Linked DNA regions of Muntiacus reevesi: all the other regions are linked to region 1. The links are chromatin contacts, called in public Hi-C maps. All regions are on one chromosome and are shown on one strand. The core of a region is the stretch at or near the end of the contact, and the rest is flanking DNA. Distances in the headings are between cores, read along the strand shown. Region 1 holds the start of PAK4 (p21 (RAC1) activated kinase 4). Region 2 holds the start of PLEKHG2 (pleckstrin homology and RhoGEF domain containing G2). Region 3 holds the start of GMFG (glia maturation factor gamma).

What was found. A called contact is a pair of places that touch in the nucleus more often than the background predicts.
Region 2: a contact with region 1 is called in a Hi-C map of muscle, with 6 times the contacts expected there. The contact joins the promoter of PLEKHG2 here to the promoter of PAK4 in region 1. A contact is called at or near these places in 2 of 3 Hi-C or Micro-C datasets (blood and muscle).
Region 3: a contact with region 1 is called in a Hi-C map of blood, with 3 times the contacts expected there. The contact joins the promoter of GMFG here to the promoter of PAK4 in region 1. A contact is called at or near these places in 2 of 3 Hi-C or Micro-C datasets (blood and muscle).

The regions. Positions count from the first base shown.
Region 1 is chr2:260,789,784-260,794,270 of mMunRee1.1, forward strand. It overlaps PAK4 (p21 (RAC1) activated kinase 4), which reads left to right and starts at 2,455. Exons shown (of 9, transcript XM_065926063.1): 1 at 2,455-2,614. The coding sequence starts at 2,483.
Region 2 is chr2:261,040,666-261,045,152 of mMunRee1.1, forward strand. PLEKHG2 (pleckstrin homology and RhoGEF domain containing G2) reads left to right here and starts at 2,044. Exons shown (of 19, transcript XM_065926083.1): 1 at 2,044-2,938; 2 at 3,607-3,730. The coding sequence starts at 3,628. It overlaps TRNAI-UAU (transfer RNA isoleucine (anticodon UAU)), which reads right to left and starts at 1,736; the gene lies at 1,644-1,736.
Region 3 is chr2:260,976,403-260,980,889 of mMunRee1.1, forward strand. It overlaps GMFG (glia maturation factor gamma), which reads right to left and starts at 2,101. Exons shown (of 7, transcript XM_065920585.1): 1 at 1,978-2,101; 2 at 1,493-1,589; 3 at 1,348-1,397; 4 at 871-920. The coding sequence starts at 1,980.

The DNA of each region.
Region 1 (4,487 bases), core at 1,205-3,704:
TATCTTAAAGATGTATATTTCCTTTGACCCAGCAGATGCATTTGTGCTGATTTATTCAAAGGAAATAATTAGAGATGTGCACAAACGTTTAGCTGCTTGGATTTGGGGTGGGGGGGTATTTATAATAGCAAAATATTTATCACAGTTTAGATGTTCAATGAATGGTTCAAACGAATTAGAGTTCATTGACAGAATGGCATCTTATGCAGCCATTAAAACAAAGAACATTAAAATGTTCTTGAAGAATATTTAATGACATGGAAAGATACTAGTGGTATTTATAGTCTTGTTTTAAAAAGATACAAAATTATTTATAAATGTTTCTGATTCTGTTTTATTTTTTATTTTATTTATCTTTTTTTTTTTTTTTTTTAACTGATTCTGTTTTAAAAGATAAGTGAATGTACAGGGCTTCCCAGGTGGTTCAGTGGTAAAGAATCCACCTGCCAATGTGGGAGATGAGGAGACAAGGGTTTGATCCCTGAGTCTGGAAGATCCCCTGGAGAAGGAAATGGCAGCCCACTCACTCCAGTATTCTTGCCTAGAGAATCCCATGGACAAAGGAGCCTGGCAGGCTACAATCCATAGGGTCACAAAGAGTTGGACGCAACTGAGCACGCACACTGAAAGTACAGAGAAAAAAAGAAATTATGCATCATTCATTCACTGCTTTTGCAAATATTAATTAAATGCCTACTCTGTAAGACACCGTGCTGGGGCAAGGGATATGCACTAAACATTTAAGAGTACTTCTGCAGAGGTGGATTTACAATTTATCCAACCATCCATTCAACAAATGGGCATGCACAGTGAACAAAACAAAACTCCATGCTCTCCATGCTGGAGAGACGTGCCATCAAGGCAGATGACCAAAAAACGATAACTATGATTAGCTAATTCTGTGTATTAGATAGTATGTTAGAAGGTGATCTGAGCAACAGAAAATAAAAGCAGACAAGGTAACGAGTTTAGTAGCATGAGAGAGGAGTGTTTGTTGCATTAGTCAGGGTGGGCTGGGACAGTTCCCCTGATAAGGTGACATTTGAGTAAACCTTGAAAGAGTGAAGGGAGGAAGAAGCCATGAGGGTACCTGTGTTAAGTGTTAATGTGTTAGTTGCTCAGTCCTGTCCAACTCTTTGCAACCCCATGAATTGTAGCCTGCCAGGCTTCTCAGTCCATGCAATTCTCCAGGAAAGAATATTGGAGTAGGTTGCCATTTCCTCCTCCAGGGGATCTTCCTGACCCAGGGATCGAACCCAGGTCTCCTTCATTGTAGGCAGATTCTTTACTGTCTCAGACACCAGGCAATCCCAAATGAATATGGGATCTTCCCAACCTAGGGATTGAAACCATGTCTCTCATGTCTTCTGTGCTGGCAGGAAGGTTCTTTACCATTGGTGCCGCCTGGGAAGCCCCATATGCATTGAGTGCTTACTAAATTCCAGGTACCAGCAAGCACCTTGCATGCATTATCATATTGATTTCCCCCATTTTGAAATGAGGGTACCTGGGGGAAGTCTATTCCAGAAAAAAGGAATAATCAATGTAATGACCTTGAAGTGGGAGAGCACCTGAGTTTTTTGTGGGGAGGGGGAAGGGCAAACCCACTGACTGGGCTTCCCTGGTGGCTTAGACGACAAAGAAACTGCCTGCAGTGCTCGAGACCCGGGTTCGATCGCTGGGTTGGGAAGATCCCCTGGAGAAGGGACTGGCAACCCACTCCATTATTCTTGTTGGAGAATTCCATGGACAGAGAAGCCTGGCGGGCTACATTCTATGAGCCGCAGAGTCGGACACAACTGAGAGACTAACACACACACAAACTCATTGCTAGAACCAATGAGTGAAATCACAGAAAAAGATGTCCGAGTTTAGTTTACGGGTTTTGTTTTGTTTTTTAACAAATGCCTGCTAAAAACAAACAAAAAACTTACCAAAAAGATTTAGGTAACAGTGTCTTGGTTCAGGGTGAAGTTCTCGGGCTCAGACTGACAGACATCGTTCAAAACTCATTATTTACTTTCTGTGATCCCCAAGCAGCTAGTTATGCCCCCTCTAAACTTCAATTTATCTGTAAAATGGGCGTTAATATACAATACGGTTGTACTGAGCATTCAGCAAGAAATTTCACTTGGCGGGGTGTCTGACACATAGTACATGCTTCAGAGCCGTTTCTGGCCATCATTACCCACTACTGGCTTCCACTCCCTAATTCCTTTGGGTGGAAGGTGGGATGCAGTTACAAGAGAATAGTCATTTTCCCCTTTAAGAATCCAAGTGGGCTTGGAGCCAGCTTTCCAAATTTTCCAATCCCGGCTTGGCATTTTCCGCCCGAAGGTCTCCGATTGGACAACATGCACCAATCAGAGGCTGGAGCGGGCGCTGCCAGGCGTCCAGCTCCGCCCCTGAGCCGGCCCTGCCCCCTGCCGGGTCAGCCCCGTTGCTATGGGGACTGGTGGGCGGCGAGGGGGGAAAGCCCCGGATGTTCGTTGGGGATTCAACATGGCGGCGGCAGTGGCCGTGGCGGCGGCGGCGCCAGAGAGCTGAGGGCAGCGGGAGGGCGCCGAGTTCCGGGCCGAGCGGCCAGGCCGCGAGCGACTGCGGTGCCGAGCCGGTAGGATAAGCTGTCTGGCCATGGGGTTGGTGTGCGCTGGGCAGTGCGGTGGGAGAGCGTTTACGCGAGTAGGGGGCGGGGCCGCTGGGGTCAAAGTTCACTCGTGGAGGGAAGGGTCGCGTCCAGGGGGTCGCGGGTCAACGCTGAGCGGGAGGGAGTTATAGAGGAGGTCAGAGGTCAAACGAAGGGGGCGTGGCGAGGGGGGCGCAAAATTCAAAGTTTGAAGCGGGAGCTCGTTGGAGGGGCACGGGGTGAATGTCAAAAAGGAGAGGGTCAAAATTAATAATTTGATAGGAGGATGTGCCCACGAGGGTCAGAGGTCACAGCCATGGGGGCCGCGGATTGGAGATTTAAGGCAGCAGCCAGTGAAGCAAATGAATGAGATTTGGCTTGGGGGGCATCTTTATATGGAATCAGCGGTGGAACGTGACCAAATTGGAGAAAAATCACAGATGATGGTCCCAAGGGTCAAAAGTTAAAACCCAAATGGGGCATATTGCTGGAGGGGAGGGATAGGACACTCAAGAAAGAGGTCAAGGTGCTTTCTGATGGGGGAGAAGTAACCCCCCCACCCCCCCCACCCCAGATAATGAAAAGAATAGCAAACACTCATAAAGCACTTACTGTGTGTCAGGCCCTGTTCTGAACGTTTTCCATGTATTTAATCCTGACCACAACCTTTTGGGCTTGGTGCCATTATTAAGAGGCTTAGTGTTTTGCCCAGGGCCGCCTAATGAGTTAGTTTTGCAGCTGAGATTTGAACTCTGGAGTCCTGGGCTCAGAGTTCTATGCTCTACTGACTCTCAAATACTCATTATGTTGGTTAATACTTAATGAGTGCTGAGGCTGTACTCAGCACCCTGTGGGCCTAGTCTTACTATAGCACAATCTAGATAGACCCACTCTACAGCCAGGAGAATGAGGCACAGAGAGCTTCTGCTAAGTAATGAAGGAAGATTCCCTGCTGGATCTGAATAATTCCAGAGCTCCGGCCTCCGGTCGCCACACTGTAAACTGCCGGCGGTCTGTTCCTGGAAGTAGGGAGCTGGGCAAGGCTTGGCCACTCCTTGGGCAGGAATAGATTGTCTCTTTGGCCTCCATGGAAGGGTGTGATCTGGGAGGAGAGGTTCCCCTGGGCCTATGGGAAGCGGTGTTTATGGGTGGCCCAGAGCCCAAGTGAATCTGGCAGGCTCCTGGCTAGGGAGGGTGTCCTTGGGTGGTACTCTGTACAAAGTTGGGTGTTCTCTGTACTTAAAACCGCAACCTCTCATCATGGTCCTCAGTCGCTCCCACCTCTTTTTCTGCTGCTCTCCCCATCCCTCCGGGAGGTCCAACCACACTGGCCTGTTTGCTGTTCTTCAGCTCTGTAGGCTAATGCCTGTCTCCAGGTCTTTGACCTTCCTGTTCCCTCTGCCTGGAACCCCTTCTCTGCTCTATACCCTCTCACTCACCAGACGCTCACAGCTTGACCGGGACCACCCTGCCCCCAGACACTCTTTATCTCACTGTTGTTCTCTGCCAGCCCTTCCCTCTGTCCTTAACTTATTTATCAGAGCTCAGTTGATCTGCCTCCTGCTAGAAGGTGGGCCCCTCACAGGCAGGAATTTTCCCCTGTTCTTTCCCTGAATTCCCCCAGGGTTGGTGGCAATTGAATGTTAGGCATGGTGCTGGGTCTGCAGCAGTGAATGGGACAGCGGGGATCCCCTGGCTCCCAGGGGCCCTCAGTGTCCCTTGGTGGAAGTGGACTGGGACCAGACCCTTAGCCAGTGAGACATGGCTACATCTCGCCCAGGGTAATGTGGCCTGCGAAAACATGCTCGGGGATGAGGAAAATGCCCCACCTCTGGGCCCCAGCCTGGGCCGGAGACTTGGA
Region 2 (4,487 bases), core at 794-3,293, 250 kb after region 1:
CCTCTCCACCCCTCCCTCCCTGCCCACACCCTTCGTCCCCTTGGTTCCATCTCCCTCCTCACCCCATTTCTGCCCTACCCCATTCCCTCCTAGAGTGCTGTCTCTTCCCCTCCCACCCTCATGCCTCCTTGACCTCTCACTCCGTGGCCCTCTCCCCTAGCCCACTGGTGGGCCCTAACCTTTGATCTCCTCTCCCATGAAGCCCTCCCATCCCCGCGCTCCGTTTTGGGAAAGGGCTGGGGAAAGAGAGAGACAGAAACCTAGAAATGTTGGAGAGGAAGCGCAAGCAAGCTACGCGGATACATACAGACACTGAAAGAACAAGAAGTAACACAAAGGGTCCTTCCCTTTGCAAAAAAACAGATACTCTGCCCCTTGGAAACAAACAATACACCCTTGTTTGAGAAAACAGCACCTGCCACCAGCTACCAGTGCAGAGAGCCGGTCCTCTTGACTTTTTCCCCCTCAAACCCACAATCCAAACCAACAGCAACCCTGTCTGATTCACTTTCTAAAGAGATGTTACAGCCCAGCCTCCTGACTCCTCTCTGGCCCCACCTGCCCTTACCTTCAGTCTCTTACCACATCCCCCACTAGACAACCAAAAGGAAACTATCATGACACCTCAGTCAGATCACATTAATGCCAAAGTCCTAAGTCCTCAACCGCCTACACAGCCTGGCTCTCCTCTTGGTCACTCTTGCTCTAGTCCTTATGACTGCTGCTGGTACACCTCAGCCACAGGGCCTTTGCACTGGCTGTTTCCGTTGTACTCCCCGAAGTATCCCAATAGCTTGCTCCCCTTCTCCAGGTCTCTGCTCAAATGTTTTCCCAGAGATGGCCCCTGACTACTTTTATTGCAACCCCCTTCCTCCCTACCTTGCTCTGCTTTTTCCATGATGTTTTTTACCCCCTCCTAACATATAAAATCACTTAGATCTTATGTTTATAGCAATCTGCCCCCCCCCCAACCCTTCACATTCGAGTGTCAAATCCTCAGAGGCAGGGACTTTGTCTTGTTCACTGCTGTATCACTCACATCGAAACCCCAAACAGGAATCAGTCACATAGTGATCACAAGCTTCAGAATTTGTTGAAAAAAAATAATCGATTCAGAAAGGAGGAGAGAGCGAGAACTCCAACACACACACACCCACACACACACGATAGTAACTGTGAGGTAAATAATGTTAATTAAATGTAATTATTTCACAATTTACATATCTAAAATTATATCTAAATTTATCTAAAATTATCTTGTTCACCTTGAACTAACAGCGAGTATATCGCAATAAAACTGGAAGAAGAAACTCCAAGATAGAAAAAGATGGACAGAGACAGAGTCACTTACATAGTTTGCTGAGGACCTGACACTGCCTGACATATCTACAAAATTCTTTAACTGAGATTTAGACTCAAATTCCCATACATCTAAGAGGCAACACCACCCCCTGGTGACGAAGAGGAAAACTGCACCTCCCCACAATAGAAAAACACTCCCTAACCGATCGTCGCCAGATCCCAGGACTCTTTCCAGCCTAAAAATTCCGACGATCGAAATGTTTATTCTTTTAAGTGACGTAATGTTTCGGTTGATTAATAAGATGTATAAATGTGTAACCTATAAGAGAAAAATTAAAAGCTGCTCCAGGTGAGGATCGAACTCACAACCTCGGCATCGCTCCGCTCGCACTGCCATATAAGTACCGCGCGCTAACCGATTGCGCCACTGGAGCTTCGACCGCACCCCTGCGCCGCGGCGTCCTTCAGTCATTCCTGGCCACGTGACCTTGCAGGCTAGCTCCGCCCCTACTTTGCATATATAAATAGGAATCTTGGGATTGGCCGATAGGAGAAAGTGCGTTACCAGTTCCGGCTTCTCACGCCTGGAAGGCTCTTGCTGTAAAAGGGAAAAGTCTGAGAGGCTTCTGGTATGTGGGGGTGTAGCCTGTCCGGGACCGCCTTCTCATCAATATTCAGAACCCAGAGAGGAGGGGTCTTAACCCTTTGCGGGCTGGCCGGCCGGAAGGCGGCCCCTCCCCCCTGCGGGCGGGAACAGGATATGAGCCCGGGCGGGGCGGGGGGGGAGGGGAAGCCCCAGGCGACCGCCCCCCGCCCCACCACTGGGACCGGACTCTCCAGACACAGAGGTGGCGCCGCCGCCGCCGCCAGATCCCGGTGCCATCCATCCTGAAGCCTGAGGGGTCTACAGTTGCAGACTCCAGCCGTCCGAAATTCTGCACCGCGGCCTGAGAGACCTCGAAACCCAGGCCCCAGCGTCCAGGCAGGCCAGAGGACCCCAGATACTCAGGTGCCCAGCGCCCCCTCCTGGAGGAGGAGCCAGGAGTCCGGGACATCAGCCCCGCGCGACCCTGGAGGCCGAGCTTCCTGCAACCGGTTTCGAAGAACTTAGGATCTCAGACCGGAGATTCCCTCCAGAGTTTTTCTCAGAAAGCTGAGCCCAAGACTCCCGGGACTGGAGGAACGTGGGATACGGACTCCCAGAGCTCCATCCAGCCAGTTTGGGGCTGAAGCGCCCAGTACTTAAAGAGGACCCTGGAATTTGGGACTCACTGCGCTACCGTCTGGAAATAGTTTAACCCCTGCTTTTAGAGTTAGGGAACTCAGGAATCCAGCCCTCCCCCCACCCCACGACCCTGTCTAGAAGACTCAGGAATTTGGGTTCCCAGCACCCCCATCTGAGACTCGAGCGTCGAGGCTCCCAGCATCTTCCGTTTAGAGGACGAAAGAAATCTGAACCACTGCGCCCGGTTTTCCGAGAGACCCCGGATTCTGGTTCCCGGAGCCGGAGAGCCCGAAGTTCACACCCCTGACTTGCAGAGACCCGAGAGTGCCTGCTCTGCGCCTCCCCGGGGACCGTGCTAGGGTCAAATAGGAACCGGGCTGCCTCGGTTCGGGGCTGGAGACTCCCGGGGAGGTGAGGGGGGAGGCGAGGGGCCCCGAAGGGCTGGGGGAGGGGGCGGCGCCGCAGCCGCTGAACAATGAGGGGGCGTGCCGGCGGGGGGCGAGCGGAGGCGCCGGCGGGAGTTGGGGGCTAGAGGGCTGTGGGGAGGCGCTGCGGTGGTGGGGACAGTGAGCGGATCTCAGAGGGACTTGACTGGAAGGGGTCGAGGACTCAGGGCCAGCGCCCCGACTCGCAGCGCTCCGTGGGGGAGGAAGCCGTCTGCAGGACCCTGGCATCCGGTCCCCCAGCCTCCTCCGCCCTCCCCTGGGACCCCGCGGCCTCCCGCCCACGGCTTTTTCCCAGCCCTGCCCCTCGCCCTCGGCTCCAACCGGAGCCCAGACGTTCCCAGGATCCCTGAGCCTCCGGCCCCAGACACACCAGACTCACAGCTTGGGCGACTCTTGTTCGCTTTACTCTTCTTTGTTTCACCCTTTCCGTTTTTTTCTGTGTTATCTCTTCTTGCTCCCCTTTTTCTATTACTTTGCGACTGTCTCCCCCATTAGTTACTCCCAGCGCCCCCTCCCTGGATTCAGACCATCCTCCTAATCCTCAGCCCCCAGTCTGTGAGTCGGGGGTGGGGGCGGTGTGGAGGCAGGAAAGTCTATGGGGTCCTGGTATCCCAGAAGGGGGTCTTTCTGCAGAAGCCGCTGAGCCACTCAGCCATGCCCGAGGGAGCCCGTGGACTGGGCCTGTCCAAACCCAGCCCTAGCCTCGGCCACAGAGGTGAAGTGTGTGACTGTGCGGCTGTGTGTGACACTCGGACAGGTGAGCGGGCGAGGGAGGGGTGGAGCCTGCTGGGCGTTCTTTCTTTCATTCAAGACCCTGCAGCCTCCCAGGCTGACCCAGTGCAGGCAACACAGGCTGACCAAGACAACCCCGGCCCTCCTGCACAGAGCTCCAGGTCCGGTAGGGAAAGGGACTCATCTTGAGGCCCTGAGGGAAGCCCAGCACACAGTGGTCAAGGGCTGGGTGGGATGGGGAGAGCTCAGAGGGCCGTGGGAACCCAGTCTGGGAGATGAAGGGAGGCTTCCTGGAGGAGGGGGATATCTAAACTGAGAGTTGAAAGACGAGGCGGGGTGAACTGAGAGAGGCCAGGAAGTGTGTTCTGCGCAGGGGCACAGAGGTGAGAAGAGGCTGCTTATTTGAGTAACCCAGAGAAGCTGAGCATGCCTGGAGCCCCAAGGGTAAGAAGTGGTGTGTCTTGGGAAGAGAACACAGTGGAAACATCTCTAATGGCCACCGTGCACAGGGCCCTTTGGATCGCAGGAGTTTGGACTTTACCCTGAGGGCAGGAATGGGATTATCTTCGTGAGAGTTAGAGAGTCAGGCTAAATAATAAAGTTCTCTCAGGATGACACATGGAGGTGGATTCAAGAAATGGGGGCCAGCAGTTCGGAGAGGACAGGGCTGATTAGAGGAGAAGGGAGCCCTGGGAGAGATGTTGATCAGGGGTGGGTGAGTGTGGGGGCTGAGCGCACTTAATCAGTTGGGGACCCCCCCTGATGGCTTCTTCCACAACCCC
Region 3 (4,487 bases), core at 851-3,350, 190 kb after region 1:
ATGTGCTGTCTTGGGCTTGGGGACACTCATGGGGGGAGTGAAATTGCTCACGGGCACACTCTGGAATTTATCTTTCAGGAGTGAGTGCTGCCCCCTGGCCCTGACACTCCCTGAGTCTGCAATTAGGCCCCCTGCCCAGGGCAGAGGGCACCAGCCATCAATGGGCAATGTGGGAGTGGGGAGCTGAGAACCCATCTAGGGCTGGAGGTGTGAGCTGAAGAAGGCTCCAAGCCTCCAGCACAGGCTCCACTGTCCTTTCAGACTTTAAATGAAACAGATTTAGAGATAAAACTAGAAAGAATTTCAAGATAGCAGGCATCAAGCCCTGCCTTCAAGGCTCCCTTCTGGGTATGGGGCCCTGTGTGATTGCACTTGTCAGATGCCCAGGGTGCTGACTGAGATCTAGAGCCTGGGATTGAGTTTCAAAGTCCTAGGACACCCAAAACTCACCCCAGTCAAGATGAAAAAATCTAGAGAGACCAGTTTTCATAGAAGTGTCAAAAAACTTCTCCATATACAAAAAGCACCAGGCTCCTCTGGCTTCACACAGGATTCTCCCCAATCATTAAAGGTCAAATAAATCCTTTCCTACTCAAAGTCTTCCCAAGCATTGAAAAATAAGGAAATTTTAACTTTTTTTTTAATGAAACAAGTGCAATGTTGAGATCAAAACCTTACAAAGTATGTACTAACATCACGTATGACTATTAGCATAAAATTCTGCAATAAAATTTTGGTATACAAACCAAAAGTCCTGTGATAGGAACTCAAAGACATAATTTCAAAGTCCATGAATAAGACTGAACCCCAAGTAGTCCCTCAGCCTGCATCCCTCCATGGCCTGACCTTCCCTTCCTTGCCCCAGGATACCTGGGCTGTCTCTCAGGCAACTCCATTTTTAGTTCCTCTGGAGAAATATTCTGTGAGGGGTGGGGGGAGGAGAGGAAAAAAAAAAAGACTGCCATTAAACAAACATATACTGTGTCAAGGCACTCATCCAAGAAACACATGGATTATTAGTCTATTGACCTCTCCCCAAACCCAAAGGGGTAGGTCCTGTTATTACCCCCATTTTACAGGTGAACAAACTGAGGCCCAGAGGTGTTAAGACACTTGCTTTTTTCTAAGCAGACTACAAGGATTAAATCACTGCATTCACAGACAACCCGCAGAGGTGAGGACTGTTGTCACCATTTCACAGATGAGAGGCCTATACAGGCAGAGTTTCTCGCCTAGAGTCACAGCTAAGCTGGAACTTGACTTCCTGGTTTTTCTGGCTCCCCACCCCAGGCTCTTAGCCTCAGTCACAGCCCTCTGGGTCTCCCAGTCCCACCCCCAACCCCTCACCTGAAATTCTTCCTCCAGCACCACCATCTGCCGGTCTCTGTCCACCTTCACTGAGGAGGGAGGGCATGGGTGGGTTAGCCGCCCCTCCCATCTGTCCCTATGCTCCCCCCACCCCCCATCCGTCGGGAGGGAAGAAGACACTCACTTATTATGGCTGCATTGTCCGTTTCTTTTCGGAAGCGGAATTTCCTCAGCTTTTCCTGTAGCTCGGGGTCCACCTCACACACCACCAGGGAGTCGGACTGCCAGAGGAGCCCAGTTAAGAGCTGAGTCGCCTGGCCTCAGCCCTGCCCCGTTCCCCAAACCTCAGTTTCTCCATCCACTAATAACGAGGCGAGGCCCACAGCCCATAGACTGCCTGTGTAAACACTGGGGAAAGGCACCCTTTCCTCTGAGCGGATGCTGCCCCTGGATGAGCAGGGTCTGGACTGGGGAGCCCTCTCGGCAGGTGCCCCTGGGCAGCGCCCAGGGAGGCTCGGGGATCTGCTCGCCTGGGGCTAAACCCGGAACCGCCATCTCTCTTTCCCCGGCCTTGACCTCCCATCCACAGCCTGACCTTCACCCCGGCCTCCTCCCAGCCCCAGTCCCACTCCAGCCCCTAGGCCTTCCCATACGACCCTGGCCCCCGACCATGACTTTACGGTCCAGGGGCCTCTTCTTTCCTTGGTTCCGCTGTCTTCTAGGGGTGGGGACCACAGCTACAGGGGCGGGGTGTGGGGTAGGGGAAAAGTTTCATCCAACACCACATCCTGTTTATGCCCATTCTGAGACAACTGTCACAGATGGCTCCTCCCTCTCCTTCCTTCCCCTCATCTGTTGGGACCTCCCAGGCTTTACAGTCACCCAGACTGGGGTTCAAGTGCTTCCTGACTGTGTGGCTCTAGCTAAGTAACTTCACCCCTCTGATTCAGGATGGTTATGAGGATAAAATAACTTCACATATCTCCCAGCAAGGTGGCCAACACCCAATACACCATAGGTAGTGATGAGCTCTTTTTTTTTTTAATTTTTATTGGAGTATAGCTAATTTACAATGTTGTGTTAGTTTCAGGTGTAAAGCAAAGTGAGTCAATCAACTATACATATTTGCACTCTTTTTTAGATTATTTTCCAAAGTAGGTCATTACGGAGTATCAGGTGGAGTTCACTGTGCTATATAGTAGGTTATTATTAGTTATCTATTTTATATACAGTAGTATATACATGTCAATCCTGATATCCCAATTTGTCACTCTCCCCCTTTCCTTCCTGGTAACCATAAGTTTTCTACATTTGTGACTCTTTTTCTATTTTGTAAATAAGTTCATTTGTAACTTTTTTTATATTCCACATACAGCAACATTATATAATATTTGCCTTTCTTTGTCTGACTTTATTCAGTATAAAAATCTCAGGGACGGTCCATCTGTGTCATTGCAAATGGCATTTTTCACTCTTCTTTATGGCTGCATAATATTCCATTGTGTATATTGATATGTAACACATCTTTTTTGGAGTGTACCACATTTTCTTTATCCACTCCTCTGTTGATGGACATTTAGGTTGTGTCCATTTTTTGGCTATTGTAAACAATGCTGTGTGTACCTTTTCAAATTATTGTTTTCTCCAGCTATATGCCTAAGAGTGGGATTGCTAGATCATGTGGTTGTTCTATATTTAGTTTTTTAAGGAATCTCCATACTGTTTTCCATAGAGACTGTACCAATTTACATCCCATCAATAGTGCAGAAGGGTTTCCCTTTCTCCACACCCTCTGGCATTTTTTTGTTTGCAGACTTTTTTGATGATGAAATAAGCTCTTTAACTGTTCCTCCAGGAATCCTTCCTGGATTCCACTACCCCCTAATCTGGAATATTTTAACTCCAGAGCTAAAAGGGGGAATTTAGAAATGTTTGCTGATCAAACTGCAACTTATTAGGTTGATGGGGAAATGGAGGAGAAAGAGGAAACTCACCAGCGCTCAGGTAATGGTGTATTTTTTTTCTGCAGTTATTCAACCTCATGGGCCTTATAATGGGCACTACAACAATGGTGTTTAATACTATCAAACCAGTACCTCCTTTATTATGAAGAGCATTTTGTATTGTCCCCCCCAGTTCACATCCTGGAATGAAATTCCTAGATAAGGCAACCTATTTATACACATAAATTCTCCCTAAAATCAATATAATGTCCTAACTATCATATAAAGTAGAAATAAAAGGGAAGTAATTTATGAGAACCCCCTCTGGATTTCTATGAAAAAATACACACAAACGATAGAGCATGTTCAGAGGACCTAGCTTCACAATGTCTGGCCCGCTGTGCTGAGTTCCCTCGCATAGCAGTACGCAGATCCCACCCTCTCTAACCTCCTCAAGGGCGACACTGCAGCTACCCTTCTTCTCCCTGTATCACCAATATCCTTATCTCTACTGGATCTTTCCCTTTGGCCTACACACCATGGTATATCTTAAAAACTAAAAACCCTGGGACTTTTCTGGTGGTCCAGTGGTTGAGAATCCACTGCAAAATCCCTGCTTCCATTGCAGGGGACACAGGTTTAAACCCTGGTCAGGGAAGTAGGATCCTGCATTCCACATGTTTCAGCCAAAAATAAATAAATAAAATTTAATATTAACCTATAAACTTTATCTCTCCTGCCTATTCATTTCCTTCCCTTTTCAGCAAGACTTTTTGAAAGAATTGTCCACACTCGCTGCCTCCAATATCTCCTCCTAATTTGCTCTTCAACTCTCTCCCAGCAGGCTCACTCCTGTCTCTCTCCATTGACAAGGATGGCCAACGACCACCGTCAGAGGGCCACCAAGGAGCTTTGTGGCGCTGGACCAAACAGTCAATTCTTAATCTTCATCTGCCATGCCCTGTCAGCTGCATCTGATATCACCCATCACTCCTGTGCCCAAAACACTTTCTTCACTTGACTTCTGGAACACCACCCCAGCCTGGATTTCCTCTGGCTCTTCTGGCTGCTCCTTCTCAGTTCCTTTCTTAAAATTTTATAGAAGCATAGTTGACTTACAATGTGTTAATTTCTACTGTATAGTAAGGTGATTCAGCTAAAGATATACATACAGTCTTTTTCATTTTTTGGCTGCACCATGAGGCTTGTGGGATAAAAGTGCCCAGACCAGGAATT